Regions from separate parts of the Gossypium arboreum genome. Here region 1 is linked to region 2. A link is a contact called in public Hi-C data. All regions are on one chromosome and are shown on one strand. Each heading gives the region's core, a stretch centred on a gene start, on an enhancer-like site or on the middle of the called end of the contact. The rest is flanking DNA. Distances are from core to core; before and after follow the strand shown. Region 1 holds the start of LOC108457514 (3-isopropylmalate dehydratase large subunit, chloroplastic). Region 2 holds the start of LOC108454521 (60S ribosomal protein L14-2-like).

Region 1 (2,700 bases), core at 144-2,643, 320 kb after region 2:
TAATTAACAATAAGAAAATCAAACTGTTTTTAAGTATCTTTGTCCGTCACAATAAAAGGAACAGAGAGCTGAAAAATACTGACCTTGTTAATGATCAAAGAAGAAGTGGGGTGTGCAAAACCAACTGAAGAGGCCATGATGAGTTGCTTCAAAAGAATGGTAAAGAAGATGGCTTTTTATTATCTTCTTTCAGACATTTCGTCAAACACGGCTTTGACAGAGTTAAAATCACTTGAATCACCATTGATGCTGACAAGTTTTTCTTTTTCATCGTACACATGTTTTAACGTACAGTGAACACAAATATCGATTTTGAAAAACTTGAGCAACACGACAACAAAAATCAACCGTGAGAGATATTCTCAGCCGCCACCATTGCAATGATTGGGTAAAAACACTTTTTTTAATCCCACTCCATTTTTATATTAATTAAATTAGTCCCTCTCAAATTTTTTATTAATATAATAAGAAATTTAATCCTAAAACATTACCTATTTCATCAGTAATGATTAATGGTTGTTAATTACACACTTGTTTACTTGAAACAAAATCAAGAAAATTTTAAAAATTTTGCCACAATTCAATATGGTATCTGTAAGACCTAATTTTGACCCGGGCTACACATACAAAAAACTAAAATTAAAACAAATCATCAAATAAGTCCATTTACAAATAAACCCAAAATAAAACTGGCCCGATTTCAGTAAACAAGCCCAATAAAATAGACCCCTAACCCAAAATCAAAGCAGGCCCGGTAGCTAATCTTCTTAACAGTTTCCAGGAAACCCTAGGGGAAGGGTCCTTTGCGCCACTGCTGCCATCGTGACAGCTTCCACGCACGCAAACCAGCACCTCCACGCACGACCCCCGTGTGCTCCGCTCCACGTTCACACCCACGCCCGACGTTGCCCTTCTCCACCTACAATTTGAACAAAAAAACAGCAAGAAACCATTTTTATTTGGCTATAAAGCCTTCAAATTTTGTTGGTAATGGGTTTTTTTTTTCTTGGTTTTTTGAGGGAAATTATACACGAAATACATACAAAATCAATAGAAAGCAATCAAAATATACTTCAAAGGTGATTTAAGGTCTCGTTTTTCTTTCGATTTTATTTCTATTTTTCTTTGATTTTTTTATCTACTATGTGTAAACAATATAAGAGAGGGAGACTCACCGTCGTACTTGCGCTATGGGGAGGGCTTCATTTGTCGTCAGATTTTGGGCTGTTAAGGCAGGGAAGAAGGTGAAGGAGTTGAGAGATACTCCAAGGCATTAAGGGTTTTCTTTTAAAAAAAGAACAAAAGTTTTCTTTAAAAGCAAAAAAAAAAAGTTTTTAAGCAAGTTTAGTTTCAAGTGAAAAATGAAACAGGGGGAAAGGGGAAGAGCTTGACCTTGTGTTTTGGCTATAAATGGGGGATTTCGCAATTAGTCCCCCACTTTCGCACCAGCTTTCGATTGGCCCTATTTGCATTTTATTTGTATTTGTTTAAATTTTCCTTGAAATTTCTGTACTGTTGCAATTTAGCTTGCACCTAGGCGCAGCGTTTTTGAGGGCTTGGGGATAATTTCCAGTTAGTCCCTCTCTTTCTCACGCTCTTCAACTTGGATCCTCTTGTTAATGTGATGTTTAGTTTTTAGATCTCAGATTTTATTTTAATCTCAAATTTGTCCCCGTTTTGATTTCTTTGTTTATTACTTTTCTGTTTTATTATTATTTATTTTAAATCTTTCTATATACTATTCATTTCAACTATTTTTCTGTTTAATTTCCTTTATGTATGTATTATTTATATTAAGCTGTTTGTATTTTATATATATTATTTATTCATATATATATATATATATATATATATATATATATATATTGTTTGGTATATCATCTATATTGTTTTGTTATTTTTTTACACTTATATATATGTAAATATTTCTTATATCATCATTTTTAAGTGTTGTACATTATGTTTTTGTATATATTATTGATTTTATATTATTTTGTGTATATATATTTCTTCTAAGGACCCTATTTTAAATGGTATATTTTATTTATTTTAAATACTTTCATATACAAATACCTTTGTTTTTTTATATATATAAAATGTTCATTTCATGTATATTATTTATTTAAATTGACAAATACTATAAATTGACAAATACTATGTTATATATTACTTACCTTTTTATATACATTATTTATTTTGAAATTTCATTTATATATTATTATTTCATATATTATTTTTATTTTGATTTATTTGAATTTTCATGTATGTTACCTTAAGATTTTTATATATATTTGTTTGTTGGCATATTGATGATTCAATTGCATTTCTTCTAAATCATCTATTGTATTTGTTTTAAAACTTGCCATATGTTGTCCGTGTTAATTTGCTTAGAATTTCTTTAAATTTATTTTTAATTCATTAGCCTTCAAATGTATATTAGCTTTTTTATAATATATGGTATGTCGCCATTGCATGTGCCCTAATTCGTTCCTTTGTGTTTTTTCATTATTTATTCATGTCATATTATTGTTTTTACCCTTAAACAAGCCAAAACAAGTGTATTTCGATTCAGTTTTTATAATTGTTTAGTGGAAAAATTTCCAAAACAAAGGCGATGTTAGATGTTTTGGAAATTCGGGAAATCGTGCCCTAACGTGCTGGGTTTCGATTTTCCGTTTGTTCAAATAATCGAAGATCCCT
Region 2 (2,918 bases), core at 308-2,807:
TGCTTTGTTCATAGCTACTTAGAAGAAATGGATGGTTTAGAGAGCACTATTTCCATAGTTTCTAAGGAGAATACTAAATAGAAACACCCACCTGGTCAAATAGTGAAAATAAACTTTGACGGAGCATATAATGAGCGCAACCAACAATCGGCTTCCGGGATAGTAGTCAAAAACAGCAAAGGTTTCGTCCTCCTGTCATGCACAGAGATTCACCATAGAGTTCTCTCCACCTTCGCAGCCGAAGCACTCACTTGTAGAAAAGCGATCCAAATAGCACTCGACATGCAAGAGAAGGAAATCATTATCGAAGGCGACTCTTTATCGGTAATAAAGAAATGCAAGGCGAAAGGGGAGGATAAATCGCAAATAGGGGTTTATATTCATGATATTCATCAGCTATAGTCCAGATCTAGCAAAATAAGGTTTGAATATACCCCAAGATCAGCGAACAGTCTAGTACACATACTTGCAACAGAATCATTAAGAAGAAAAGAAGAAATGTACCTGGTTGAAAGTGTTCCCACGTATGCCGAAAATCAGAGGAAAATCGACTGCGAAAGAGAACCGGACTAAAGAAAGGGGGAGAAGAAAGAAAGGGGGAAGTCTAAATTGGCAGATCAAAAGCATCGGTGGTTTAGAGCTTGCCTTGGAAAATGGTATTGCCATTAAGTCTGAATTAAAAGAAAAGATGGAAATGACAGGCGTCAGATTATTTGATTGGGCAAATAAGACGGTAACATTTAATTGATGATCTAGAGCTTTCTTTATTATTTTTATAAGCTAGTTTTTTTGTCGTTTTCAGTCAAGGTTTTATTGGGCCAGGGGTTATGTCCGGCCTTAATTTCAAGTGGACTTTTGTTTGTTTTATTTATATAAGCCCAACCTGAGTTAATGTTTATATTTTGATAAAATTTAAGATTTAGTCTCTATCAGTGGCGTAATATGGGGCTAACAGGAGCCCCAACTCCTTCAAATGAAAATTTTTTATTTAGGTTATTTAAATTTTAAAAAATTTAAATTAGTAATGTAAAATTACACTTTTCCCTTTAAAAATGATAACAAAATTTATTTAGTCCTTTAAAAATTATAAAGATATAATCTATTCAAATGATGACATTGCATTTTATTATGTAAAAATTAAAATTTAATTTGGTCCCTAAAAAATTTCTACCTTCGCCCTAGTCTCTATACTTGAAAAGTTAAAATGATATTTTTATTCAAAATTCTAGTTCAATTATTAATATGGTAATTATTTTATTTTTCTATCAAAATTTATCAATTTAACATGTTAATTAAATTATCCTCATGTGATGTGATATATGATTGAAAGAAAGAAATATACTAAGTTGACAAATTTTGACAAATATGACTTATGACAATAATATTTGGACTAAGATTTTTAAATTAAAAATAGAAAAATTAAATTTTAACTTTTAAAATATAATAATTAAATATCAAATTTTAACAGCATATTTTAACATTTATTAACAATATTTAATCTGTCAAATAGCAATATGGGTTAGATAAAATTGACCCGAACCTAATGCTCATCATCACTGGAAAGAAAGGATAGATCCAACGGTTATAAACAACCTGTAAAAGTACCATATAATAAAACCCTAACTTCTCAAAACCCTCTTCACATTTCTTCTTCGGCCGCTCAATCTCTCCTTTTAGCTCAGAACGCTCTTCACGCTGTGTAGAAATGGTGAGTTTTTTTCAATCTCTAACGCCGCCCTTTTCACTCTATTCACTCTTTGATTTTTCTTTTTTTTTTTGTGTGTAGCCGTTCAAAAGGTACGTTGAGATCGGGAGAGTCGCTCTCGTTAACTACGGCAAAGACTACGGCAAGCTCGTCGTCATCGTCGATGTTGTTGACCAGAACAGAGTATGTAATTTTATTTAGTTTTTATGTATTTATTTCATCTATGGTAATGAAAAGGAAATTTAGTTTTTAAGTAGGATTAGTTGTTTCCTTCCTGGTGAGATTGATTTGGAAAATAGGTTCTATGTTTGAAAGGTTAGGACCAAGTTTGTAGTCGAGCTAAATCCGAGTTCAAATTGTAAGAATCTCAAGCTTAACTCGGAATTTGAGGTTTTAAGCTCGAGTCGAGTTTGATCTAGCTTTAATTTTAGATGTTGAGCTTGATTCATGATAACCATTCAATTGTTTGACTTCAATCTCAATTATTCCAACTTTCGAAACAAATTAAAATGAAGAAGTTAACGAGTACTAGTATATGTCATTTACGCCCTTAGTTAGGACTATATCTGACTCCATACGTGTTGAATATGTGCCAACATTATGATATAAATTAAAATGAAAAAGTTTAATTTGTTGACCTGTTTCTGTTTTGCCTTGGTTGTTACTTGTGATACTATTGTATATGCATACCATGGGATGATATTGAGATAGTAAATGTGTTAAATGTGCAAGTTTAGTCGTGAACGTAGTTGAAGAGGACTAATATGGATATGTTAAGTTGTGTAAAACTTGAATGGAGCTTTTTTTCGTGTCTCGTCATCTCAGGCTCTAGTTGATGCCCCAGATATGGTGAGGGGTCAAATGAACTTTAAGAGGCTTCAATTGACTGATTTCAAAATTGACATTCCTCGTGTTCCAAAGAAGAAGACACTGATTGAAGCAATGGAAAAAGCTGGTAAGAAAATATATTCTTGTCTGCCAGTATTGTTTCACTTTCCGTTTTTGTTGAAACACTTGTGTCTAACGTTTGTATCCTATGCATATTTGGACATGAGTTGGTAATATGATTTGCCCAAAAGTTTTAAAATACATAGAAAGCTTGGAAAAATTTGAACAGACTCGTGTTGGAAACGTATCGGTTTTTGACATTTTTATTCAAGTCCAAGTAACATAGCTTATTCTTTTCTTTTTGTTCTTATTGGAATGGAAGATG

Evidence for each region. Hi-C and Micro-C count contacts between places; a contact is called where the count stands out from the background.
Region 1: a Hi-C map of leaf shows a contact between it and region 2, with 3 times the contacts expected there. The contact joins the promoter of LOC108457514 here to the promoter of LOC108454521 in region 2. A contact is called at or near these places in 2 of 5 Hi-C or Micro-C datasets (both in leaf).

Annotation. Positions count from the first base shown.
Region 1 is chr9:59,267,239-59,269,938 of ASM2569848v2, forward strand. LOC108457514 (3-isopropylmalate dehydratase large subunit, chloroplastic) reads right to left here and starts at 1,394. Exons shown (of 16, transcript XM_017756630.2): 1 at 1,176-1,394; 2 at 84-919. The coding sequence starts at 137.
Region 2 is chr9:58,943,028-58,945,945 of ASM2569848v2, forward strand. It overlaps LOC108454521 (60S ribosomal protein L14-2-like), which reads left to right and starts at 1,558. Exons shown (of 5, transcript XM_017753007.2): 1 at 1,558-1,708; 2 at 1,787-1,888; 3 at 2,531-2,660; 4 at 2,916-2,918. The coding sequence starts at 1,706. All of the region lies in intron 1 of LOC108454396 (peroxygenase-like), which reads left to right. It overlaps LOC108456845 (a long non-coding RNA gene), which reads right to left and starts at 743. Exons shown (of 8, transcript XR_008270959.1): 1 at 505-743; 2 at 1-409.